Regions from separate parts of the Mus musculus genome. Here regions 1, 2, 3, 4, 5 and 7 are each linked to region 6. Evidence: chromatin contacts called from public ChIA-PET, HiChIP or PLAC-seq and promoter capture Hi-C data. All regions are on one chromosome and are shown on one strand. The core of a region is the stretch at or near the end of the contact, and the rest is flanking DNA. Distances in the headings are between cores, read along the strand shown. Region 1 has its middle 22 kb from the start of Gclc. Region 2 holds the start of Slc17a5 (solute carrier family 17 (anion/sugar transporter), member 5). Region 3 has its middle 35 kb from the start of Klhl31. Region 4 has its middle 46 kb from the start of Eef1a1. Region 5 has its middle 50 kb from the start of Gclc. Region 6 holds the start of Fbxo9 (f-box protein 9). Region 7 holds the start of Gclc (glutamate-cysteine ligase, catalytic subunit).

Region 1 (3,593 bases), core at 345-2,844, 380 kb before region 6:
TCATGCAGCCTTTCTGCACATCTTCTTCACTGTTTCCTGAGCCATGAATGCAGGAGCTGTGGTGTAGACATGTCCACTGGGGCTGGGCACCCATGATCATTCACTTTCTGCATTTCAACCAATTCCAGTTTTCTGTAATGGTTTTCTGCTACAAAGAGAAATTTTTCTGATGGGGTTGATCTACATTCATCTGTTGGTAAAAGAATAAGTATTTAGAATGCAAGTAAAAATTACGTTGCTCTAGTAATGTCGTCGTTGTCGTTGTCGTCGTCATCATTGTGGTCATCATAGGTTCTCTAAAGTCATGGCCTCACTAACCCCAGGTAGTTGGCTAAGTTTCCAGGACTAGTCATGAGTCCTGTCCTCTTTCTCCTATTGAGTGAGTCTTAAGTCTAATTAGAGAGCTATTGGTTACTGTCAAGATATGAGGGCCACTATGGCACCTTAGGGAACAGCTTGCTGTGCTGGTCATTGTCGTGGTTCCCAGGCACCACAACTGGGTAGGATTACTGGAAGTTTTTCACCTTTGGCAGCTTACACAGCACTTTCTGGTACTGTGACTTCTCAGGACTGAGACTTTCATTAGTTGCCCTTCATATGCAAGCCCAGGAACGGCACCACACACAGTGGGCCAGACCCTCCTACATCAATTAGCCATCACAAAAATACTCCAACAGACATGTCCCCGGGCCAATCTGATGAAGTCAATTCCTCAACTGAGGTTTCCTCTTCCCAGGTGTGCTATGTTGACAACCAAGATTAGTGATCACACCTTAGGAATTTCAATATTTAAACACACATCACCTGGGTTCCATCTTCCACAAACCATGAATGACTTAAGACTTTCTGCAGCTTGACTTAAAGCCTTCATGGTTTTGTCTTCACCTTTTATTTTTCCTTCTTGGGACAAATTCTTATACAAAATTCATCCTCATCTAAATATTCTTTTCTCTTTTTATCCCTTTAAGCTCATACTATATCCTTCTTAACTCTCTTTCATTACTAAATTACTATTTCTCATTTTACTTCCCTAAACCTTGGCACATTGTAGCAAATTAAGATGACCTCTAAACATTTTTTAATTATGATTTTTTTTCCTATTAGAAGTTACAAGACAACCTTCTCTCCATTTGACATTTCACGTGGATTTTCTTTTATTCTGTTGTCTCAAAGCCTGGGAAATAGAACAAATCACATTACCAAGCCTTTTGTTGTTGAAGATTATATAGATTATAAACCATACCCAATGAGCAATTTACAAATCCTTAGATAAGAGTTTACAACATATCTTCTTTTATTTTAGACCCCCGGGGGCAGGGAGAATGCAAAGAAATCAGAGATAAAAGATTTTAAGAGTGAGGAACCTTAAGTGTAGAGTGGAGTAAGTTTAAATATATTTGAGAATTATTTGTTCACAGCAGGGGGAATTTGGAAAGAAGGTGTGCCAGTTTCTGCCTTTTGAATGGGGCCAAGTTTTTGCAAATAAAATCTGAGTCCATAAAGGAAGGAAGAAAGAGAGTGTGTGCTTAGCTTACCTCTGGCTGGCTGCAGAAAGCCAGGAATGGGGAAGTGCATGTAGCCCACAGAAGCGGGCTGAGAGCCACGTGGAAGACACAATGACTTAATGATCAGACTCTAGCATTTATAATCAAATTCACAGATCTCTGGAGTGCTTCTAGGAGCGGATGCTGTGGATGCTGTAGCAGAAGGGTGTGTGTTGGGAGTGCTGCAGTTTCTGCTCCTACCCAGCTCCAACTCCCAGTTGTTGCAAACTTAAAGGTGCAACATTTACTCAATATAGGGAGGGAGATCAGACAGAAGCAAGCAGGGCTTGGAGCGAGGAAAAAGGAGTAAAGAAAGGAGAATTTTTTTCACGTTCCCCTGGTGGTATATGGAGGCCAGATTCCATAAGTTTAGAAGCTAGGTGTAGAAGTTATGATAACATAGTTCCATGGATGAGAAGAGTCCCAGGCCTGGGTCAGAGGCATCCCAGGGATGCAGGGAGAGACCAACCTGAGAAGGCACGAGTCATCATCCAGTGAACAGGAGCCAAGGCTAAGCCCGAACAGACATAGTTGACCTGGTACCAGGATTTTCAAGAGTAGCCAAGAGGTCGAGAAATCATGCTGAAAGAACAAAGCCTCATCCAGGGAAATGGTCAGAACCAGAGAAACATTTAAGCAGAGTTTGAGAGGGAACTCACCAATTGTCAGGGTTGGATGGAATGCCCAATGACTGGTGAAGCAGAAAGCAGATCTTCCCACGATGTATCAGACAGGTGGGATCCCAACGTGGTTAAACACCAGGAGAGTCCCTCTGAGGTCATGACTCCAATGTTCTGAAATATAATGCAGCAAGGGGTCCATGCCAAGGTACAGCCCTGAGAAGTTATGCCATGCAACAGATCTGGTTTGAAAGAGATTTATTGGGAGAAGGGAGAGGAGCAAGGACCTGGGGAAGGGATAGATGTAGACAAGTGGACATGTAGACAGACAGACAGACAGACAGACAGACAGACAAGGAGCCGTGAGAGAGCCATGAGGGCAGAAAGAGAAACCAGAGACAGGTCTCAGAGAAAAGGAAGACGTGCACAGAGAACAAAGAGAGAGCTGGGGTGCCTGGTGATCCTTTTTATCTGCAGCACACACCTGGTGCACCTGGCGGCAGGTGATACAACAGATGATGACATAAGCTGTTGCTAGGGCCCTGAGAGCAGGCTAATGGAATTGCTTGTACACTAACAAGGGTGTGTATTTTGTAAACAAGATAGGGCAGAAAAGTACACAGAGAACCAAAAATATTTACATGTTAACCCTGTCATTGAGATTTTAGATAACAAAAGACATCCATTAATGTTTTTGAATCCACATTAAAAAGTCATAAGGGATTATTTTCCTTACCCTCCTTTTTAGACAGGGTGTTCTCTGTTGAAGTGTCCCTTCTCCATTTCTCTCTTCTGTTCCAGGGTATGGATCATACTGTGAGACCTGAGATTTTGTTAGTTACTGGGAAAAACCTGTTTCTAGTTGTGATGTGGCTCAGCTCTAGCACACATTTTTAATCCCAGAGCTTTCTACTTACTGTAAACAAAACTAAATAAAGTCAACCATAGATCAAGAGACAGAGCAACCAACCAGTTGACAGGGAGTGAACACAGAGGGGTAAAGAAAACCAGAGTAAGGAGGAGTCAGGAGGCTAAAGAGAGATACACACAGGAAATAGAAGGGAGGGACATTTAGTTGGAGGGATTTTGGAGACCACATGGAGAAGGAGAGCTTCCCTTTTCTTTTGGGACATCAGCTGAGGAGGAAGGTCAGCTGGACGCTTTCTCTGTGTCACTGAGCCAGCAGACTTTCACCTCAGCATCTGGTCCCCAAGTCTTTATTGGTAAAAATCAAAGGTTTGATATTTTGTTAAAAAAAAAAAACAATACTGTTCAATCTTCTTTCCATCCTGCCTACATTCAGTCTTCTGTAACTTCCTTTTCCTGCTGTACATTAAAGCTTTTTGTTTGTTTGTTTGTTTGTTTGTTTGTTTGTTGTTTTTTGGGTTTTTTTGGTTTTAATATTCTCAGCCTGAGCTGCTGATTTTCT
Region 2 (3,612 bases), core at 872-3,371, 480 kb after region 6:
GGGGTGGGGTGGGTGTGAGCACAGCCATTCTAGCAAAAGCAGGACCAGGGCCTGCAGAAGTAGGGATGTGAGAGAGGCACAGGGAGAACATAGGACCTTCCTTCCCCCGAGCTGGTTTACTAACAAATAGTTCACATTACCGTCGAGCGCTTACTGTATTGAGCTCCTGTTACAGAACGATGAAGATGAACCGCAAAGTACACAGAACACTACTCAGCACACAGAAACTTCAGGAACTGAATTGCTATCACTGCCTTCTCTGGATCCTGGAGATCGAGCTCACGTGTTAAGAAGTGTATTTCTCATTTGTGGGAAATTAAGCTTTGTGGGGCACGAGGCTCCTAGTGGAACAGACAGGACGGCCGGGAAGGTAGATATCCCTACCAAACTGGCGGAGCAATCGGCCTTGCGTGCAACTTCCGGTGCCACGTGTCTGTGGCACCAAGGAGGATGTGATGACGGAGGACAGGGACAGGGAATCCAGAGCAGTGGCAAAGTGTCAAACTTCGATTCTAACCCAAGAGGGAAGCCAAGGGGGCAGGAGGTGTGAATCAGTGGACAGAATGCTTGCTTACCACGCATTCAGGAGGTGGAGGCAGGAAGGTCAGGAGAACTAAGTCACCTGCAGCTACAAAATAGAGGCCAGCTGGGGCTACATGAGACCCTGTCTCAAAGAAAACCAAGCAACCAACCAAAAAAATGCAAGTCCTAGGTTTGACCTACTGATGCCTTACACTTTTCAAAATAAAACATTCTATTTTAGATTTTAAAAAAAAAATCTGTTCTATGTACGAATGTTTGCCTGTATGTATGTCTGTGTACCACAGGTGTGTCTGAGTAGGGAGGGTGTTGGCTCTCTTGAGCTGGAGTTATGGATGGTTGTAAGCTTCCATGTGGGTGCTGGGAACTGAACCCTCGTCCCCTGGAAGAGCAACCAGTGCTCTAACTGCTGAGCCATCTTTCCAGTTCCCTAACAAACTATTCTAAAAATAAAAACAAAACCAAAACAGATCACCCAAAAGCCAACAGAAGTAGTCTGAATAAAGTCAGAAAGTAGGGTAGTTACCCACACAAGTGGGAAGGATGGTTAAAACAGTTACGAAAGAATTCTTTGGTAATGTCAACAAAAGACATACCGACAGAAGACTGTTCCGGGCCAACAAAGGCAAATTTCCAGTTCAATTCTTTCTCACACCTATATCCTTGAATGTGTCCAAGCCGATTTGTCCTTTAGTTTTCTGTAGCTTCAGGAAGCTACATTACAAAAGTGTAGCGAAATCCAGTGAAGACACATACTTGTGTTTTGGGGGATGGTGGGTATGGAGACTAGAACCTTGTCAGGCAAGGACTATACCTCTGTGCAACATGCGCCCCCCCCCCCCCCCCCCGCAATGAAGATGCTTTTTGAAGTAGCACCTGCAAGACCTCTAGTACGGCATATTGTCTTAGAGTGCTAAAGATATCTTATCTTGAGAATAACCTGTTTCCTAACTTAAATTGCAGTCTGATAGACAAGGAAAAAATAGAAATGTCTGCAATATTTTGGTGTCTTACAGCACAAGATATTCGCGGGATTATGCAACTGTCCCCCGCACACTCAACAGCTGTTAACTCTTCTTTGTTGTTGTTTTGTTTTTGTCTCTCCTCCCCAACAAGGCGCTACCAGATCACATGTTTACAGGCCGGCATAAGCGGAAACCTGGCGGCCGCTGGAGGGGAGCAAGAAGCACTTTGGCCCCTTTGCTTATTGACTCGGATCGGGTACCCCTCCGACCCTGAATTGCTTCAGTCCCGCCAGCGCCACAGGCACCTCCGTCCCGACCCACAGCACTACAGCGGCTACCTGTCCCCCCGACCCCGCAGCCACTCCTTCAAGGCGCCCACGGCCGGGAACCACCCGCCCGCCAGGAACGCTGCCACTAGCAATCACTCGGTGGTCCCGCAGCTCACCCGCTTCGGTCTGCCGGGCGCCCGGCAGGAGCGGGGTGCTGTCCGAGCTCTCCTCATCGTCGTTTCCCGCCGGACCCCGAAGCAGGGGCCTCATAACGCCTGGAGAGCAGATGTGCCGGCGTCGTTGCTTGGCCAACCTAGCTCTCGGCAGGACAGCCCTTCGCCGTGCTGGCTGGGCGGGGCAGGATATTGCCCCGCCCCAGGACACGCCCATATCTGGTTGCCTGTTCCTAAGGCGCCATTTTAGTTTCGGGCAATTTCCCGCTGTGGGCAGGGTTGGGTTGGGCGTGGCGTTTGCGCTGTGCAAGATGTGTGTCACCAGCGGTAGGGAGCCCAGGACTCTGTTACACTAGTAAAAGCCCGGGCATTGGACAGCCTGAAGGCGGCGATGGGGTTTGCATCTCGCAGTGATAGGGAGCTAGGGAAATGGGCAGGGACTATTTGCCTTCTAAATGTCTATAATAGTTTTCAGTCTTTGTCCGTTTTGTGACAGCATATGGCTTTTGAAAAGTAGCAAAGGAAATCATGTTTTGTCCGACGAAATTGACTGTTTCAGAGGTGAACCCCAATGTAGGCAGCTGCCTTTTCTCTTTAGGAAGATACTGTTGATTGTACCCAGGGCCTCACACATATTAGACTAACGCTGATACATACCATTGACCTACATCCCCAGCGGGCAGGCCACGTGATGTATGAGCGTGGGGGAGTTTTCTCTGTAAATCTAATTTGGACAGATTTTCCCTACTGCTGACTCTAAGAAAGAGGAACTAGGAAAATGCTTCAGTCAGCCTTGGTGGGGCCATCGGGCCTCTGAGTAATAAAAGCCATATCTGCAGACCGATGGAAAAGACAGATGTGGTAGACGCCCTTAGAGATTTCCACGCAGACCAAGGAAGAGCAGAGGCTCAGAAAGTCAGGTGAGGCCCCTGTCTAGAAGAAGGGCTGACTGAGATTTACTAAAGATATCCCTAACTCTTGGGCCAGTAAATGCTGATGGGCAAGTTTTCAAAAAGACAGCTGTAGAGATAAAGCCCTTGAGTTTGTGCATACCCGCCTGGCAAATTCTTATAAAATGTATGTACAAACAGCACTTCTGGTGTGGTTAATTTGATGTGTCAGTTTGCTTGTCCTCCATGTGAGTGGATTTCAATTTGTTTGAAGGTTTGATTAGAACAAAAAGATCAGCTTCAAGCCGGGCGTGGTGGCGACACCTTTAATCCCAGCACTCGGGAGGCAGAGGCAGGCAGATTTCTGAGTTCGAGGCCAGCCTGGTCTACAGAGTGAGTTCTAGGACAGCCAGGGCTACACAGAGAAACCCTGTCTCAAAAAAACAAAAACAAACAAACAAACAAACCCAGCTTCCCTAACTCATCCCCTTGTACCCACCCCCCCACCCCTGAACTCCTCCAACAGACGGCTTCAGATTTCATTAGCCTCGGGGTTCTCATCTTTCTGCACCTCTGCTATCCTGTGTGAGCCAATAGGTTTGTTCAACACTGTATCTCCTCTCCTTTATTGCTAAGATCATCCTTTTTGGCAGGGACAGCCAAGGGAATCTTCCAACATAGGGAATCAGATTCCAACAGCCTTGGGGAGTTTGAAATCAGCAGCACCATGTTTAAGTACACTTATTACCTGAGAAGGTTCAGGTTACAGAAAAGT
Region 3 (3,645 bases), core at 273-2,772, 440 kb before region 6:
AATGATCTGGAAATTCAACATTACTCAGCGTAATATGGTATGAAGCTTTGCAGAAGTGAAGTAAGAATTGACTCCTATTTGCCTCTTCAGTGGTCCCTGGAAAGCAGTCTAAAATGAGAAATGAAAAACTAAAATTGATAAACAAAATTGCTAAATACATGGTCTGGAGTCTGGACCTCAGTTTCTGCAATTGTAAGAATCACTCTCAATTACAATCACGTTACTCACTCCATCAAGTGGTTACAAATACACAATTAAGCAATATATGGGAAAACATTGTGAAAACACAAAGCTAGTCTATACATTTGTCAAGACCATGACATTTCTACATTGAGTTACCTATAGTCAACATTAATTACCACTATGCATTAAAAGAACAGATCAGAAATATGCAGCTCCTCACAATTCCATACTGTATTTCTTCTCGACCTTTGTTCTGTCTTTGATTTCCTAACGTCTTTGAAGAAAAAGCCTGGGCACGCTTTGTTACCCTAGACACGCAGAAGAATGAAGAAGGCGAAGGAGCCAAGAAGCTAGAGACAAATCAGAACGTGAACTCCCAAGTGTGCCTCCAATTCACATTCCTTCCTACACAAAGTACACAGGACACAGAAAGGAATGAGAGAGAGTGAATGATTCTAGTAGCTACCCAGTACAGGGAAGGACACATTGTATCTACATGATCAGCAGTAAAACTCATCTTTCCCAATAGTCCACTGAGTCCCTGTTTCTAAAGCTCAATGCAGAAGAAATCCCTACCTGCCTGTACCTTTTTCTCTTCCTGTCCTCCCAGCTTATCAAAGGCCACTGTCTTAGGGACTCACTCTCCAGCTCTGTTTCAACAATGTAGTGTATGTAGAGGTGGTTATAAGGCCCTGACTAGCTCTCTCTCAGCTTCTTTCAGGAATTGTCCCATCACAAGCACCCACCATGGTGGGTTGTCTTTACCAGAGGCCCGAACAGATGGGACTGCATGGTCTTGTACTGAAACTTCCCAACTGTTACACAAAGGAAATCTTTTCTCTTTATAAGTTAGTTATGGTAGGTTATCATAATAACGTAAAGCTAACACATAGTGAGGCCATTTCTGAATATCTAAATGTGGAAAAACCCTTGGAAGTGGTTGTGGGAGGAATTTGTAAACAGTGATGGAGCTTACTGTAAACAGGAGATTCCAAGAATGTAAGCGTCTGTTCTGTGACATGGCTATTATTGGCTTCTTTTAGTCACATTTACTAAAGGGATCCAAAAGGAAGGGGAGTTAAAAGATTTGAAAACTTCTCAAATGCACACGTAAAGACGCAACTAAAGAAGGTGAAAACAGATTAGCACTGATGAAAAGAAACAAAGAAAAAACAGAACCTAGTATGTTAGCTATTTTTTGTTGTTGCTGCTATGGTAAAACACCATGACCGAAGTGTCTTATAAAAGGAAGCGCTTATTTTGGCTTACAGTGCCAGAGAGAAAGCTTGTAGTGGTAGAGGAAGCATGGCAACAGGTAACCAAAACAGGAAGCCGAGAGGCCACAGCTCTGTTCACACACAGAAAGCAGAGAGAGTAAAATGGATGGAGGGTGAAGCACAGACTCTGAAAGCCAGCCTTCAGTCACACACCTAATGCTATCAAAGCTTTCCAAACACCTCCAAACAGTGCCACCAGCTGGGGACCAAGTGTTCACATAATTGAGCCTATGGGGGGACATTGCTTATTCAAACCCCTCTAGCTGCAACACCACTGTGGTTAATTAGTTGCTATTCTATTGCTGTGAAGAGACACCATGGCTAAGACAACTCTTATGAAAGAAAGCATTTACAGGGGGCTGGCTCACAGTTTCAGAGGCCTAGTCCATTATCATCATGGCAGGGAGCATGGTGGCAAAGGTGGTACTGGAGTAGTAACTGAAAGCTACATCCTGACTTACAGACTAAGAGAGCATGACACTGAACCACACTTGGGCTTTTGAAACCTCAAAGCCCACCCCCAATGACACATATCCTCCGACAAGGTCACACCTCCTAATCTTTCTAACCCTTTCCAATAGTACCACTCCCCAGTGACTAAGCATTCAAATATATGAGCCTGTGAGGGACATTCTAATTCAAACCATCACAATCACCCACTCATCACAGGTTCAAAAGTTTGACACTGGGGCCAAAGAGATGGCTCAGTGGTTAAAAACACTGGTTGTCCTTCCAGGTGACCCAGGTCGTATGCCCAGACTCCACATAGCAGCCCATTACCATCTGTTACCCCAGGCTCAGGAGATCTGATTCTTTTATACGAATGCTTCAAGCATGCATGTGTAAGAGACATACTAGCAGACAAAATATCCACACACAAAAAAATGAGTTTTTAAAGTGTAGCATTATTGATTTGTTCCAAAGACTTTTGTGTTACCCTTTTTGTCACTGTGATAAGGTACATGATAGAAACACTTAATAGAAGGAGGACTTATTATGGCTCACAGTTTTGAAGGCTACAAGCCCATCATAGTGGGGAGAACAAGGCATCTCAATCCATAGCAGCAGTAGCTTGCCACACAGCTTGGCAGATGAGGAATATGGTGGTTTGAATATGCTTGGCCCATGGCAAGTGGCAGTAGTAGGAGGTGTGGCCTTGTTGGAATAGGTGTAGCCTTGTTGGAGGAAGTGTCTCACTATGTAGGCAATCTTTGAGGTCTCCTTTGTGTGTGGATATTTTGTCTGCTTGTATGTCTCTTATCACATGCATGCTTGAAGCATTCTTATAAAAGAATCAGATCTCCTGAGCCTGGGGTAACAGATGGTAATGGGCTGCTATGTGGAGTGCTCAATCTCTGCTCAATGTGGAGCAGAGCCTCCCCCTGACTTCTTGGCTGCCTGGACAAGACAGTCTCCACCTGGCTGCCTTTGAATAGAGATGAAGAACTCTGGCTCCTCCAACACCATGCCTGCCTGTACACTGCCATGCTTCCCACCATAATGATAATGGACTGGACCTCTGAAACTGTAAGCCAGCCCCAATGAAAAGTTTGCCTTCAAAAGAGGTTAGGAAAATAGAGGTGGCAACAATATCCAGTATCCTGAGGGTAGAAACTGAAGGCAGTGTGAAAAATATATCCAAGGAAAGGACTATGTCGGCTCCATCTGGGAGCAAATATCCTTCAACAGATTGACCCACATGTCAACATGCCTTAGTCACAGTGTCTCTTCACGGCCATGAAACCCTAACTAAGACAAGGAACAGAGATCTCAGGCCAGAAGCAGGGCTACATTGTAACTTTCAAAGACCTACTTCCTGTGACCCATCTCCAACAGCCATTCATTCTTTCTACACAGAATGGCACCACCAACTGAGAACCAAGTGTCCAAACACAGGAACCCATGGAAGCCATTTCACATTCAAACCACAGTCCAGAGCAGAATCAGTTCATCAAGGAGCTCACGAGTACCCTGTTCATCTAGAACTGCTTCAATATTCACCTGCCAATGCACAGGCCACAGCTGTTACAATGCAGGAAGATCCACATAGTTTTCCCAGTGGGAGCAGACTTGGGCATTGCCCACACCACACTCTACTTTCGGAGGTTTGTGAAAGGCAAGAGTTATGAGGTCACAGTAGCCTCTATAATGAGTCATATGAGCACCAGCCATAAATTCAGAAGTT
Region 4 (3,460 bases), core at 583-3,082, 420 kb after region 6:
GCTCCCACACCCTTTTTCTTCCCTTCTCTTTATAATAACAAGAAGGGAGGTATGTTGGCATCAGGACATTCCAAACCTATGATATCACATAGGCCACAGCGCGACCTGCAACCTCCAGACCGGTTGCCAAGACAACGGGCACCATCTTCCCAGCATTCACTTGGCTCACCTCCCACCCTTACTTGTTATGTCATTTTCCATATAAATAAGGAGAACATCCCTTCCTCGCTCTTTCTTCCCCCTCTTTTCTTTCTCCCCCTCTTCTTCTCTCTCTGCCACTACTTTGTCTCTCCCTTCCAATAGAACCTTTTCCACGCTGAACTGCTTTGGCCTAGTGTGCTGTTGAGCGGCTACCCGCCATTCTAACACGTCATTGGCTGTCCCGGAGCTCCAGCTGTAGACCAGACTGGCCTTGAACTCAAGGAGATCTGCCTACCTCTGCCTCCAGGGGCTGCAATTAAAGCCGTGAGCTAAATTAGTTCTTTTTGAGCCTGGGTCTTGCTATCTACCAAGGCTGGCCTAAGACTGTAGTCCTAGCTGATTCTGAGCTAGCACACCTTTCTCTACACCCCAAGTGCTAGGATTGCAGGAATGGTCCATCCACCATGTCTGACTTCTATTGGCTTTCTCAATATTGGCTGAAGCTTCTCTACTCCTCGAAAGTTCTGCAGGAGAAATCCCAAAGACAGCAAATTCTCTATTAAACAACTGACTGCATTTTTAAGGAACCACCTTCTAACTTCCAGGCCTCAGCCAACTTCTTTCTGAAGTCCCTGTTCTTGGCAGAAAAGCCAGTTCTGTACTGAGATCCATGCTGGCCTTCAGCTATAGTGGGAATGGGGCCAAAGGTTTCAGAGGTGGAGTTCTTGATTTTGTTCCATTTTGAGACGTGGTTTCTATTTGTAGTCCAGGCTAGCCACAAATTTGCAGTCTTCTAACTTCACCTGTTTACACTTGGGTATTGTAGACATATGTAACCATGCCAGGCTCCTATTCTGTGTATGGGGCCCTGCAGTTTTGGTCTCAAACTCACTATGTAGTTGAGGATGACTTTCAACACCTGATCTTAGAGTTGGGATTAAAGGCAATATTGTTTCGAGACAGGGTCTATGTAGCCTGGGCTGTAATTTGCTATGTACACAAGGCTGGCCTGGAATCCACAGAAATGGCCCTTTGTGCCTTCCTAGTGTTGGGGTTTAAAATGTGGGTCAACCTTAGACCGGAGAAAAAAACTATTTCGACGACTGTCTGATTAAAGCAAGCTGTGTTTAGACTGTGCACTTTCCCTAAGTTCGGGTCTCAGAACATCCCCTCACTGGCTTTTGAGGTCTCTTATATGTGGAAGGGTTAGGGTTGATAGAGAAGAGCTGTTGAGATAATTGGCTGTTAGCCCCTGGACATAGAAGTTGGGGTGGGGACATGGTGGTGGAGGAGAGGGGCTACTCAGGACCTAAGGCAGTCTGTGGGGTGTGGAAGGGCACTCATCAAGGTATCTGGAAAAACATTTCCGTAAGGCAAAAGGGCAATCATAGCTTACAGATTCAGGGGTTTAGCAAGGCAAAGGGATTTACAAAGGGTATATACATCATGGGGTTACAAGTTAAGCACAGGTTGAAAAACATGGTTTGTAGAATACATTATTAGGCTTAGGAAACAAATTTATTCTTGTAAGGTATGGAGACTTAATAACAACGTGGCTCTTTAACAACATTGTGGCTCCAGGTTTGGTTTCAAAGTCACCACACTTGGCCAGAATTGCGGTTAGGAGCTAACATTGCCTTTTAGAACAAAAACTGAGAAGCAAGGGTCAGGAAAGTCTTTTTGCCTCGTGACCCTGCTGCCTCCAGCGGCCAGAGGCGGGAGCGCGGGCGGGTGACGCCAGGGGCTCCCCAGCCCGCAGTGACTTTCCATCGAGCCCTTTTAAATGCCTTTCTTTTGCACGTGGTTTCTGTGAGTCATCTCCTTTCTCCAGACAAAGAAATCTAGGTTTTGCTAATCGGGTTTCCTGAGTCCGCTAAGGCATGAGTCAAACTCGTGCTTCCCGAGTGCTGTAAGCTCTTCTTGCTCCTCCCCCAGGGGAAACGCCCGCTGCCGTGGGGCAAATCCGAGTTTCTGGGGGGCCGGGGGGGGGGTGTCAAAAAATTCACGCGGAAGGTGAGTGCGGCATGGAACCTGTCGTAAGTCCCAAGCGTCAGAAGAGAAGAGCGTTTGTGTGTTTTAAAAATAGTTCTCTTAAAAATCTTTGGACAGGCTCGGTGGCTCCAAGGGTAAAGGAGCTTCTATCAAGCCTGAAGACCTGGGTTCAGTCCCTTGGGAAGGCGGAAACCGAAAACCGGTTTCAATAAGCTGTCTTCTGACCTTCACACACGGACTTAAATTATTAAAATAAGTAAATAAATAACGAATGCGTGAATGAATGACTGTCTGGGCGTGGTGTGGCATGCTTGCAATCCCAGCACTTGCCGCCAGGTGGAGGCAGGGGGATCCAGGCCAGCCCTCATTACAGAGTCAGTTTGAGGCCAGTTTGGATTTCCTGAAACTGTTTCAAAATAGAAAAATGTGGTTATTAGAAAAAAAAAAACATTAAAAAAGAAGGGCTTTATACTGGGGTAAGAGAGTGTAGGAAGAGGCAGAGCTGAGGGACAAACTCCAGGCAAAGTAAATCAGCCATTTGGCAAGGCCCGTGGCTGCCGTGAATATCAACAAGTGCCACTTTGTCCCACAGTGCCACTTTACAGCCTAGCCAAACCGGCGATGCCCGAGGGTGCAGGCACTTAAAGCCCAGCGCCAGAGAGGCCTGCTTTGGCTTTCTTAGCCTTTAGTCAGTTCCAGATTGACCCTGACGGTCCTCCCCCCGCCCCCCCCCCCCATGATTGATTTTTCTTTTTAATTTCCAAACATTCTAGTTAAATAAAGGAGTTCTGGTGGCACAGGCCTGAGGTCTTGGCTTTTGTGAGGTGGAAGCAGCAAGGTCAGGGACTGAAGGGCAGCCTTGGATGTAGGAGACCCAGTCTCAACAAGATAAAATGAAAATTTAGAAGAGAAAACCTAATCCCTCCTTCACTATTCACAAATGCTTTTAACGTTTTGTTTGGTCTGTCTTAATAGTTTTTGTTTTGGGAATACAGAATGTCTACACATGAGTGTACTTATCAGCATTATTAAAAAAAATCATTTCTAAATTACGTAGTGTGTGTGTGTGATGAGAGTCCCTCCTCTCGTGGTGCCTGGGATGGAACTCAGGCTTTTCAGCAAGCATCTTTTTTTTTTTTTTTTTTTGTTTTTCGAGACAGGTTTTTTCTGTGTAGCCCTGGCTGTCCCTGGAACTCACTTTGTAGACCAGGCTGTCCTCGAACTCAGAAATCCGCCTGCCTCTGCGTCCCGAGTGCTGGGATTAAAGGCGTGCACCACCACGCCCGGCTTCAGCAAGCATCTTTATCTACTGAATTGTCTCTTAGCA
Region 5 (3,564 bases), core at 181-2,680, 400 kb before region 6:
GCTCAGAGCCCACTGGCCAGCTCCTGGAAGCAAACAGGGAATTCTAGGTTTAATAAGAAAGAGTCTGCCTCCAAAAATTAAGGTAGAGAGTGGTAGAGGAAGACACCTGAGATGTGAGTACATACATACACACACACACATGCACACATGAGCACATACATGCATACATGTGCACATACACATGCATACACAAACACACATATGCATGCGTACTAAACCTATGAAGGCACCTGTAGGCCCAGAGAGCACAGAGAAGTTCCAACTCTCTTTCTATGTACCCTGTCCTTTGTGTCACTTTTGTCTGGGTCTTCTTCTGTATTTACAATAAGCCAGTAAGCATAAGTCCTACGAGCCTTGCTAGCAAATTAATTAAATCCATGGAGATAGTGACGGGGCCCTGGTCTATAGCTAATGGTAGAAGGACATATAGTACTCTGCTGTGTTATTTGGTGTCACAAATGGATCAGTCTCAAAAAGCACTTTACTTTCAAGATCCAACCTCTAGCTAGACAGTGTCAGAGTTGCACTGAGATGGTTGTTTCCCATAGGAAACACTGTGAACTTTGGCAGATAGGGGTGAGTGTTCTGTGTTGGCTGTAGGAACTTGGGTTTTGTTTTCCTTATTTTAAGTAGAGGTATGCTGCCTTATTTAACTCCATACACCTCATAAACTATATCTGAGCTAGGTAGGAAAGGAAAACCCAGAGGAACAAGTTATGAACAGACAACATTTCCCTGAAAGCAGGAAATGGCAATGCCCATAATCATGCTTAAGCAAATTAAATATTTACTCAGCTGACAGAAGTAAATATTTCATTTTTCATCATAAGTCACTTCAATCAATACTTAGCTAGTATCCACCACTTGGGGGAACTTACGTCTTTGGGAACAAATAAAAAGTTTACATAAATCCCAAGAGGACTATTGAAGTCGGGAAAGTTTAAGAGAAGCGTTTCTTTGGTAGTGTAAGTTTTTGAGGGTTTGGACGGCCAAGGAGCTACATGGCATGAAGAGTGTCATGACTGAAGTAAAAGTGCAGTCGTGAGGGATCCACAGGCACCAGAGTCTGCAGAGGGAGGAGAGCTGCTGGCCCACTGTAAAGGAAACTTCAGCAAAAGAAGAAGAAAGAAGCCAGCATTACTCTCTACACGCACGATTGCCTTAGATCATCTCAAAGCAAGTGATTAAGAACCTGTCGCCATAGCCAACTGCCTGCTAGGAAAGCATTGTCAATCCAGGGAATGCATTTGTTCTGGTTACTTGTGGATCAGGTGGTCCTCCAAATAGATGTAAAAGCCAAGGGAGCTAGCCGAACGGCAGGAACGATCCCATTTCCTTCCGACAGGAATGTGTTCCTGGTTTACACTGAGCATTTAAGCTCTTGCTGACTCACTGTGACAACTCTAAGCTGCATTGGGCTAAAGCTCAGACATTGGAGCTATAAAGACAAAGCTTAATATCAGCTCCTGAAAGGTGTGCTGTCTGACTCAGTCATACCTGGCTATATCCTTAGTCATAGTGCTGAGAATGCATGATGAAGGCAAAAAAATGAAATGTGTGTGCTCTGAGCAAGGTCAGTGGAGGGTGATTACTAATACCCCAAACACCATACATGATCCATGCCCCCAGCACTGGTTTGATATAGTGCATCCATACATATTCTTACAGGAAAACTTTTACAAGTTGGACCCATCATGGGGCAAGCCTGTAATCCTAGCTACCCAGGAGATGGGTGCAGGAAGGCCATAATTTCAAGGCCTGCTTGGCTAGGACTGTTCTCAAGGCCAGCCTTGGGCAACTTAGTGAGGTCCTGTGTAAAACTCAAAAGGGCTCAGGATGTAGTTCAGTGAGAGAACACTTGCCTAGAGTGTTAGGCCCTGGGTTCAATTCCCAGTGCCATAAGCAAAACAAAACAAAAGTTCTTTAAAAAGAAAAAGAAAACCTAGAGAGAAAACAGGTGACACTTGACAGGGCACCCGGATGTCACTCCTTCGCTACTTGAATTGCCTTTCTCGTTACTCAGGTGGTAGAAAGGTAAAGGAAATCCCTTGGACCTCGGAACGTTGACTGACATAAACTGACAGCCCAGAGGCCATCTGAGGAAGTGATACAGCGGTTTGCTGATGTGCACAGGGGGCAGTCATGGGAGTGTGCCTCCACTGAGCCAATGAGGTTCAGATGTTAGTGTGACTCCTCGCTATCTCAGTAAGGCTCAGGAGTGTGATTCCCCACTAACCCAGTGAGACCTGTATACTCTTCTCCATAGAGGAAAAAAAAAAAAACCTGGTGGAAATAGAGGCAATTTAGAAGGATAGTAAATGATTATCAAGGGAATGAAGAGGCTTGGAGATAGAGATGAGATTATAAAGTGACTCTCTGGAATCTGAATGAGCCAGAAAGCAAGATGCTATCTTGGGACAGAGTCCACCCCTGTGTGGATGCACTTTGATAGACTATGATCTTCCTTCATGAGAATGGAAGGCAGTTGTGATTTTCCATGGGTCTGGTCTTAATGCAGAGTAACTCCTTTCCTGTGCCTGTGGGAGAGCTGGGATAAAGGGTGTGGGACTCAAGGGATGATCTCTAAGACCACTCCTCCAACCTAGCATGCCAAAATGACATTATGGGGTACGATTTTGTGAATCCCAGCAATATAAACATGAAAAAAAAAAACCATAGCATCCATACCACATGTGCTGATGTAGAGCTGGAGGGTTTCTGTGCTCATTACATTACCACTCCATTCAAGAAAGAATGTGTCTCTTCTCCTTTTCTAGGAAGGCTCTCTCATGTCCCTTGCCAGTGTCTCCCCATGAACCTGCTGGGTCTCATAAAACAATACCCCCTCGAAGTATAATTATTTGGCATGTTCATAAACAGTCTCAAGGCCGGGGTCTTTCTAACCTCTTGTTTCTCCTCCATCATCGGAAGGGGCTCCCCTAAATACCCACATGTGACTGGAAGCTGCTTATGAAAGAAGCACAATGTTGTAAGCCCTTTTCCTAGGAGTTACATCAAATAACAGAAAGATTATTTTAAAAGGAACTAAAAGCTGTCACCGTGCCTGAGTAGATTAATCTTTCGGTTTCATGGCCTATTCATCTCCAAAGGTGCTGATTACCTTCAAGATTACCATCTTGACATATGAAATCCGGGAAGGTCACAGGGACTATGTTACCTTTTTGTGGCACTCTGGCTCACACAGTAACGTTCCACCTCTCCATCACTGCCTTGCCTTTCTACCCTAGGGATCGTCTCTGAGACCACTCCTCCAACTTAGCATGCCAAAATGACACTTTGGGGTTCACTTTTGTGAATCCCAGCAATATAAACATGAAAACCCTTGGCATGAAATCAGTTTTATACTCTGGTTTCCCAGATGAAGTAATGGTTCAGAAAGGCTCTAACTCATCCAAGGCATCTTCGTTGCTGACTCTAATAGATTGCAAAAAAGCCCTAGCCACAGCAGCCAACAAAGATGTGAACTAGCCAGTCATGTTATTTGGAAAGAAACACAGAATATTATTTTTATATACAAATCATTATTCACTCTTATTGCACATG
Region 6 (3,432 bases), core at 827-3,326:
CTAGGAGGAATTTGAGTGTGAGCACTATACTGGGATCTCTTTCTTTGGAGAGACATCTGTGAGCTGGAGAGATGGTTCAGCAGTTGAGGGCTGGATAGTCTTCCAGGGGACCTGAGTTTGGTTCCCAGCATTCGTGTCCAGCAGCACACTGGAATTCTCTTTCTGGCCTCTGTGGGCACCTGCACATACACGGCATGGTGTCTCAGTTAGGGTCACTACTGCTGTGATGAAACACCATGACCGAAAGCAACTTGGGGAAGAAATGGTTTACTTGGCTTACATTCCCACATCACTACTCATCACTGAGGAAATCAGGGCAGGAACTCAAACAGGACACAATGGTGGATGCAGGAGCTGATGCAGAGGCCATGGAGGTGTGCTGCTTACTGACTTGTTCCTGCATGGCTTGCTCAGCCAACTTTCTCATAGATCCCAGGACCGGCCTGCCAAGGGATGGTACCACCCACAAAGGGCTGGGCCCTCCCCATCAATCACTAATTAAGAAAATGCCCTGCAGGCTTGACTGCAGCCTGATCTTTCGGAGACACTTTCTCAGGTGAGGCGTGCCTTCCTCTCAGATGACTCTAGTCTGTGTCAAGTTAACATAAATCTAGCACACACTTTAAAACATTAATTTAAGGAGAGGGAGAGAGGGAGGGAGAGAGAGAGAGATCTGTAAAGAGAATTAGTGATTCTGAATTCTGGGTCATCTTTTCAGATGTGATTAAAAGTTTATCACAGATCACAGTTAATAGGTTTGCTAATATTGAAGATCTGGTACTGCACCAAACCCCACACCATGCCAGGCTAGTCGGAGGCTCAAAAATAACTAGTTGAATACAGAATGCCTATCTCAGAACAGAATCCATTGTTAACCTTGATTTTGACAGTAGGAACTGGAATTTTACTACATTTAGTCGATTTTAATCCCACTTGAAATAAGCAGGAGCTTAGTTAATCATCAGTATTTTCATAGTTGAAAATTACTCAAGCATCATGGTATAGTTTAGTGGGTTAGTTTCTTCGCAGATGAGATTAACTGAACATAAAGAAGGTTAAGGGCTTAATCGTGGTTTGAGGACTACTTTTGAAAGTTTAGAAGAAGAATCAATTAGTGTGTTTTCTGTGCACCAGACTAGTTTCATAAAATAAACCGTTGCAGCCAATTCATGTTAAAAAAAAAAAAAAAGCCACTTGAGTGTTCTCCCAGTCAGTCTGGTATCTTTCATTCTTAAATCATCCAGCCCTAGCCGGAAACTAGTTTCTTAAGTCACTGCAGAGCCTACATACTCCATGCAACAGTCCCGTGAGACCGGAGCTGTCACACATGGAGCTTGGCGCAGTCTCTCCGTCCGCACAGCAGAGAAGCGGCTTAGGCCCTCGCTATCAAGAAACTTGGCAAGAATCCCTCCAAGTCCAGTTTGCCAGCACTGCCTGCGAATATCCTACCAGGGCCACTGACACCTCGAGGGCGTGCGTCCCAAACGTGGAGCTCCCGAAATCATCTATGGGCCGGGCTGCCAGAACAGAAGCGATCAACAAGTGTCACCGCTTGCCAGGGCCACCTCCCTTGTGCAGAAGCCAGGACAGGTCACCTGAGACCCGACTCCCAGCTCGGACAGTCTGGAGTGACCGAAGCGGGCCTTTCCTCGGCTATCCGTCAAACCCTGCCCTCACCACCCGGCCCTTGCTGCCCTCCCTCCTCGGTTACCATGCTGGCCGGCGGCCGGCCCAGTCGAGGGGCTTCCCGCGCCCGGCTCCCGGAGGGGTGGCGGCTGCCCGGTGTCTACTCCTGCCCGTCTGCTGCAGCGCGGCTTAGCAGAGTTCTCGGTCGGAGAAGCGCACCAGGCAGCGGCAATAACTGCGGGCCCGGCGTACGGCAGCCATTTTCGCGGGACAGGGGGCCGGAGGCAGGCGCGCTGCGGCGGCCGGGGACTCGAGCTGCGGAGGGGTCGCCGGTCGCCAGCGGAGGCCGAGCACCGAGCGAAGAGCTGAGCGTCGGCCCAGCAGGAGACGTCTGGACGCAGCGGCGGAGCTGCCTGCTCTGCTGCGGAAACTGCGCCGCCGCGCCGCGCATGCGCAATGCCGTCGTCGCCGTCGCCGCCGCCTGCTTGGCTACCAGCCACCCGTCGCGAGCTAGGGTGATGGGCCTACTGTGTGCAGCCGTCGGTGGAGCTAAGCTGGCCCGCCTCACTCAGCCCGCCTGTTTGATGCTGAGAACACCCAGGCAGGAAGGAGCAGACGTTAGCTCAAAATGTTTGAACCTGAATTTGGAGTAGAGCCCCCTGAGTCGATCCTAATTGGACATTAGGGGACAGTACTTTAGGCGCCCTGGACACTGGGTGCCCTGTCAGAATGAGAAAAGAGAGCGAAAACTCAACAATCATTGAACCCCACAGACTCTGAACCGAAGAAAACGTACGCTCATGTGTGCAGCCGGAGAGTGGTAACAGCCAACGCAAGTCACGTCGAACTACAGATCCCACAATACAACGGGGGAAGGACGGCCCTTTTCAAGGCCTGAAACCCGACTCCTGAAGGAGTGGACACTACAAGGGACGCTGGGATTTGTAGTCAAATGTTCCACGTTGAGCCGGAACTTACACCCACCCACCCCCAACCCGGTGCCACTTCTTACAGTCCAAACATCCGATTCCACGTCAATAGAAGGCACTTGGATTGCACATTTTAGAACTTTTTCACCTACAGGCATATGCTAGCAAAACTTACGGGCTTCCTGGCCTCTGACAGACATTTAGACAACATTTATTGAGTTTCTGTAAGTGTTAGAACCTAACAGCCAGGACGCTACATTCACCCGACTTCACAGAACTTAAAATTTTATTGTGCTACTTTATTCTGGAGCTCAGAAATGAAGTACGTCTTCGGCAAAGACATGGAGGTAAAAGGGGAGGGGTGCAACTTGATTACAGTAAGAAATTGCAAATCCTGTGTATGTTGTCTATTTAGTTAGTTTGTATTCCACTGAGTCCAGTTAATGCTGGAATATTGCCTTATCTTTTGGGCCTGATTTTGTAGAAATTATCATAATTTCAGTAGGCTGATGAATACACCTGTCGTGACATATCCAAAAGACAGCATCTCGGAACACTCTTTCCTGTCCCCGGGCTCTTACATTCTCTCCACCCCATCTTCTTTAATGTTCCCGGAGCTGGGGGCTGGGGAGTGGATATAGATATGTCCCATTTAGGGCTGAGCACTGTCACCTATTCTCGGCAGATTTTGTAAATAATGGAATCCACCTCTAGGTGGAGACTGTCCTTGGCTCCTCCCTTATAGACTAATCTAGTGGGATATAGGTCAGGGACTTGGCCCATGGGATTACCCCTAGGAAGGTGAAATCAATTTAAGACAATGTCATTTTTCTTCCAGAATCTAGGGTGTCATTCCCTAGAAGCCACCATGAGATTC
Region 7 (3,452 bases), core at 71-2,570, 350 kb before region 6:
TTGAATGTTGTGATGAGTGTTCATTAACTATTAAATCTAAAGCAAATGTGGAAGTCCATGCCTCTAATCCCAACACTCAGGAGGCTGAGGCACGATGGCTGCCTGGAGTTCAAGGCCAGGTTGGGCTATCTAGTGAGATCTTGTCTCTAAGTAACTACATGTTGAAAATGTAGTTACAATGTGTGTGTGGGGGGGGGGAGGGTGTAATAAATGTTTTCTGCCCTCTGTACATGAATGGATCATCTAGTTACTGCATATATTTATACAGTTGCAAAACATTAATCGAATAACTATTCGGGCAAGGTACCTTCCCTTCGTTCCCACGGAATCCAGTTCCCAGAGCCTTCCGCACTCAGGGTAAAGCTCTCCTGAGCAATAGAATGACCACCGCTGGATGGACCTTCGGTTCTGAAGGTGGGGAAACTTCTGAAGAAACTTCTCACACTGCACACTTGGAGACAAGACAAGACAAGACCTCTTTTGCACAGTGAGTGATCTCTGTGCCGACCAGAGATCCCATTGGCAAATAGTTAACGTACAGGGTTTACAATGATGATATACATATATCTAATCCCTGCCCATACATGGACGCATGTAAATAACCAGCAATCAACTCTATGCATATCCATGCCATGTGGAGTCGTACAACATTTATTAAAAAGTATTACTCAGCCAGGCAGTGGTGGCACATGCCTTTAATCCCAACACTTGGGAGACAGAGGCAGGCAGATTTCTGAGTTCAAGGCCAGCCTGGACTACAGAGTGAGTTCCAGGACAGCCAGGGCTACACAGAGAAACCCTGTCTCGAAAAACCACACATACACACACACGCACACACACTCACACAGTATTACTCAGCCAGGCGTGGTAGTGCACATAATTGATCCCAGCACATGGGAGGCAGGAGGATCTCTATGAGTTCGAGTCCAGCAAAGCCAGTCCAGGACAGCCAGGGCTACACAGAGAAACCCTGTCTTGAAAAACCAAGAAGAAAAAAGAAAAAAAAAAAAAGGATTACTCTTAACTTTATACCCTTTCTACCAGTACAGAGTTGAACAGATATTCAGATATTTCAGCTCTCTCTCTCTCTCTCTCTCCCTCTCCCCCCCTCCCTTTTTTTTTTTTTTTTTTTTTTTTTTTTTGACCCAGTTTTCTCTTAGGACCCAGACTTTTCAGTCCTTATTCGCAGACAGCCCCGCCCCCCCGCGGACACCCTCGGCCTCAGCCCCGCCCCCGCCCCAGGCCCCACCCACGACCTGCCGCTTCGTTCCCCGCCCCCGCCGCAGCCTATAAAATCTGGAGCGCGGCGCACGGAGCGGCAGGCGCGGAACTGGGCATGCTCTGTGTCGCCGCAGCTTTGGGTCGCAAGTAGGAAGCCCGTGCACGACACCGGCGGCGCCGAGTGGAGCGCTGCCGCGGCGGCCAGGGCCGCAGGGCCGGCGTGGGAGCGCGAGACCGGGCGGCGGCGAGAGACCCCGACCCGGGCTGTCAACCGCGCGGCGGGGTCCGAGCCGGAGCGGGAACGGACGGGACGCCCGCCGCGCGGCCCGAGGGCGCCCCCAGAGCGGAGCTGCGGCCGGGAGGAGGACGCGGCCATGGGGCTGCTGTCCCAAGGCTCGCCACTGAGCTGGGAAGAGACCCAGCGCCACGCCGACCACGTGCGGAGGCACGGCATCCTCCAGTTCCTGCACATCTACCACGCAGTCAAGGACCGGCACAAGGACGTGCTCAAGTGGGGTGACGAGGTGAGCCCGCGCGCCTTTGTTCGGCCAGGCCGCCCGCGGCCCCGCCACCGGCCCGGGCTCGGCGCTGGCCACTCGGGCTCATTCATTCCTGTCGGGAGGCAAGCCGCTCGGACACAGGGAGGGCCTGAGCGGGAGGAGTGTGAATATCTGCCTCCCGGCGTCCGGTCGCACTGTTCGCCTTGGAGATGAGTGTGTACAGGACCGACTTGCCCGGCTGGCTTGCTATCACGTTTCAAATCTCCAGGGTGTTTGCTTCGGCCCTCGGTTTTCTCTAGCTCTTTTTCTTAAACGCCTGACACATCTCACATCTGTCCGCAAACTTTAGAGTTATACATTGCAACAAATACATTGCTAGACCTAAGGACTTGGGGTTGTCTTCCTAAAAGACGGGAGACTTCATTATCCGGTTTAACTGTAAATGCTTACAACTTAGAGGTTAGGTAAGACTGGTTAGAGCCAGCAGCTAAGCGTTACCAGTCAATGCTAAAACTTGTGCATGATCTCTGGGACCCATTTGTTCGAACCATCTGAAAGCGGCAACGCTAAAAACATTTTTTTGTGTGTGCATCCCCTATTTTTAAATAAGCACATTGATAAAAAGATACATAAAGTTAAATAACCTCTTGAGTCTGACCTTTATTGTGTGGGGTTGGCATTTACGGCAGATAGCGTGCCACTCCTGTATGTATTTATCGTTTAGTATTATCCTTGGGCTAAGTTTCAAAGTGTTGCTGTACCGGCATAGACTAGCTTGCGAAAAGTTAGTTTTTCTGTATCTAATGTTGGTAGATGATTCTGCCATCTGCAGCTGAAAGAATTATGCTTGGCCTAAGGAAGTATTAGGACTAATATATATTCCTACAAAAAAAATTGTCTATCACCACATTTTCTTTCAGGAAAGGGACACACTCGTTTGGCAGTTCTCCAGTTTTAGTCCAAAGTTTGTTGTGTATTTACATTTGACAGTTCTTCATTTGTGTTCCGTGTATCATATACAGGGCAGGGATATTATGGGTTTTATCCACTTGTTTTTCCTAGGGCCTAACTAGGAAATATATATAGTTGGCAGCAGCAAATTGTGGCGTCCTTTAAGGTTCTCATGGAACCAGCCACTGTTGAGCAATCAAAAATTTACTTTTCGCTGTCTTGCTAGGACTCCATAAAGACAAAAATAAAAACAAATGAATGTCTTTATAACCATTTGGAGTTGAACTTCATCCGCAGATGTTCAGTGCAGTCGAAGCACAGTGGTTCACCATGCCCCTTGCCTTTTCTCTACTAACCAGGAACCTCCCGGATCCAGATCCTTCTTTCTGTTTTAGAAAAAAAAAAAAAAAACGCTCCCCCTGTTGGCAGGAAGAGCATGTACAACTAACTGCCTGTTTGGAGAGACTTCCCATGGCAGACGAGTAAAGTGAGTGGTGTGAGAGGAACAGCAGAGCAGGACCTCAGGTGTACCACACATTTCCATCGTGACGGGATCTGGTGAATAGAGTCGGTACCAAGTTTACCTTCCTCCCCACAATCCTTATCAAGGAGACTGAAGAAGCCAGGCAATCTTGTGCACTTGTATTCTGTCTGTATAGGGGGAGAATGTTGGGCCCAGCATTTCAACCAATTAACACTGTTTTTAAAGACAGGGTTTCTCTGTGTAGTCCTGACTGTTCTGAAACTCACTGTGTAGACCAGGCTGGCCACAGACTCACG

The links. Promoter capture Hi-C pulls out the DNA fragments that hold promoters and counts their contacts. ChIA-PET counts read pairs in DNA pulled down with a chosen protein or histone mark. HiChIP or PLAC-seq counts read pairs in DNA pulled down with a chosen protein or histone mark.
Region 1: a contact with region 6 is called in an H3K4me3 HiChIP or PLAC-seq map of bone marrow-derived macrophages, with 2.7 times the contacts expected there. The contact joins the enhancer-like site here to the promoter of Fbxo9 in region 6. A contact is called at or near these places in 4 of 39 promoter capture datasets (the C10 cell line, hippocampal neurons, liver and 1 more), 1 of 484 Hi-C or Micro-C datasets (uterus), 5 of 115 datasets of contacts at active chromatin or transcription factors (bone marrow-derived macrophages, craniofacial prominence, fetal liver and 2 more) and 2 of 9 other capture datasets (adipose tissue and pancreatic islet).
Region 2: a contact with region 6 is called in a promoter capture Hi-C map of pre-B cells, with 4 times the contacts expected there. The contact joins the promoter of Slc17a5 here to the promoter of Fbxo9 in region 6. A contact is called at or near these places in 5 of 39 promoter capture datasets (embryonic stem cells, erythroid cells, hippocampal neurons and 2 more), 2 of 484 Hi-C or Micro-C datasets (CD4 T cells and embryonic stem cells), 2 of 115 datasets of contacts at active chromatin or transcription factors (embryonic brain and extraembryonic endoderm stem cells) and 2 of 9 other capture datasets (adipose tissue and liver).
Region 3: an RNA polymerase II ChIA-PET map of memory CD8 T cells shows a contact between it and region 6, with 7 read pairs. The contact joins the enhancer-like site here to the promoter of Fbxo9 in region 6. A contact is called at or near these places in 2 of 39 promoter capture datasets (the C10 cell line and liver), 4 of 115 datasets of contacts at active chromatin or transcription factors (acute myeloid leukemia, bone marrow-derived macrophages, memory CD8 T cells and 1 more) and 2 of 9 other capture datasets (liver and macrophages).
Region 4: a promoter capture Hi-C map of liver shows a contact between it and region 6, with 4 times the contacts expected there. The contact joins the enhancer-like site here to the promoter of Fbxo9 in region 6. A contact is called at or near these places in 3 of 39 promoter capture datasets (3T3-L1-derived adipocytes and liver), 1 of 15 datasets of contacts at CTCF or cohesin (embryonic stem cells), 3 of 484 Hi-C or Micro-C datasets (embryonic stem cells, erythroblasts and liver), 4 of 115 datasets of contacts at active chromatin or transcription factors (the NIH/3T3 cell line, effector CD8 T cells, embryonic stem cells and 1 more) and 2 of 9 other capture datasets (adipose tissue and pancreatic islet).
Region 5: a FOXA1 HiChIP or PLAC-seq map of pancreatic cancer cells shows a contact between it and region 6. The contact joins the enhancer-like site here to the promoter of Fbxo9 in region 6. A contact is called at or near these places in 2 of 39 promoter capture datasets (both in liver), 1 of 15 datasets of contacts at CTCF or cohesin (the NIH/3T3 cell line), 1 of 484 Hi-C or Micro-C datasets (liver), 2 of 115 datasets of contacts at active chromatin or transcription factors (bone marrow-derived macrophages and pancreatic cancer cells) and 1 of 9 other capture datasets (liver).
Region 7: a promoter capture Hi-C map of erythroid cells shows a contact between it and region 6, with 19 times the contacts expected there. The contact joins the promoter of Gclc here to the promoter of Fbxo9 in region 6. A contact is called at or near these places in 9 of 39 promoter capture datasets (the C10 cell line, embryonic stem cells, erythroid cells and 5 more), 20 of 484 Hi-C or Micro-C datasets (CD4 T cells, CD8 T cells, LSK cells and 14 more), 20 of 115 datasets of contacts at active chromatin or transcription factors (the SCID.adh cell line, acute myeloid leukemia, astrocytes and 17 more) and 4 of 9 other capture datasets (adipose tissue, liver, macrophages and 1 more).

The regions. Positions count from the first base shown.
Region 1 is chr9:77,730,682-77,734,274 of GRCm38.p6, forward strand. No RefSeq gene overlaps it. Among named protein-coding and RNA genes, the nearest start is that of Gclc, 22 kb to the right of the region's middle. Within about 2 kb of position 1,595, at least 9 of the 459 cell types and tissues checked have an H3K27ac peak or open chromatin away from gene starts, as enhancers often do. A contact at or near this core is called in bone marrow-derived macrophages and microglia, where this site is marked.
Region 2 is chr9:78,585,924-78,589,535 of GRCm38.p6, forward strand. It overlaps Slc17a5 (solute carrier family 17 (anion/sugar transporter), member 5), which reads right to left and starts at 2,122. Exons shown (of 11, transcript NM_172773.3): 1 at 1,951-2,122. The coding sequence starts at 2,044.
Region 3 is chr9:77,669,714-77,673,358 of GRCm38.p6, forward strand. No RefSeq gene overlaps it. Among named protein-coding and RNA genes, the nearest start is that of Klhl31, 35 kb to the left of the region's middle. Within about 2 kb of position 1,523, at least 12 of the 459 cell types and tissues checked have an H3K27ac peak or open chromatin away from gene starts, as enhancers often do. A contact at or near this core is called in memory CD8 T cells, where this site is marked.
Region 4 is chr9:78,525,574-78,529,033 of GRCm38.p6, forward strand. No RefSeq gene overlaps it. Among named protein-coding and RNA genes, the nearest start is that of Eef1a1, 46 kb to the left of the region's middle. Within about 2 kb of position 1,833, at least 404 of the 459 cell types and tissues checked have an H3K27ac peak or open chromatin away from gene starts, as enhancers often do. A contact at or near this core is called in 3T3-L1-derived adipocytes, the NIH/3T3 cell line, adipose tissue and 6 more, where this site is marked.
Region 5 is chr9:77,702,876-77,706,439 of GRCm38.p6, forward strand. No RefSeq gene overlaps it. Among named protein-coding and RNA genes, the nearest start is that of Gclc, 50 kb to the right of the region's middle. Within about 2 kb of position 1,431, at least 26 of the 459 cell types and tissues checked have an H3K27ac peak or open chromatin away from gene starts, as enhancers often do. A contact at or near this core is called in pancreatic cancer cells, where this site is marked.
Region 6 is chr9:78,106,580-78,110,011 of GRCm38.p6, forward strand. It overlaps Fbxo9 (f-box protein 9), which reads right to left and starts at 2,077. Exons shown (of 13, transcript NM_023605.2): 1 at 1,712-2,077. The coding sequence starts at 1,714. It also overlaps a transcript of Cilk1 not described here.
Region 7 is chr9:77,753,215-77,756,666 of GRCm38.p6, forward strand. Gclc (glutamate-cysteine ligase, catalytic subunit) reads left to right here and starts at 1,321. Exons shown (of 16, transcript NM_010295.2): 1 at 1,321-1,745. The coding sequence starts at 1,596.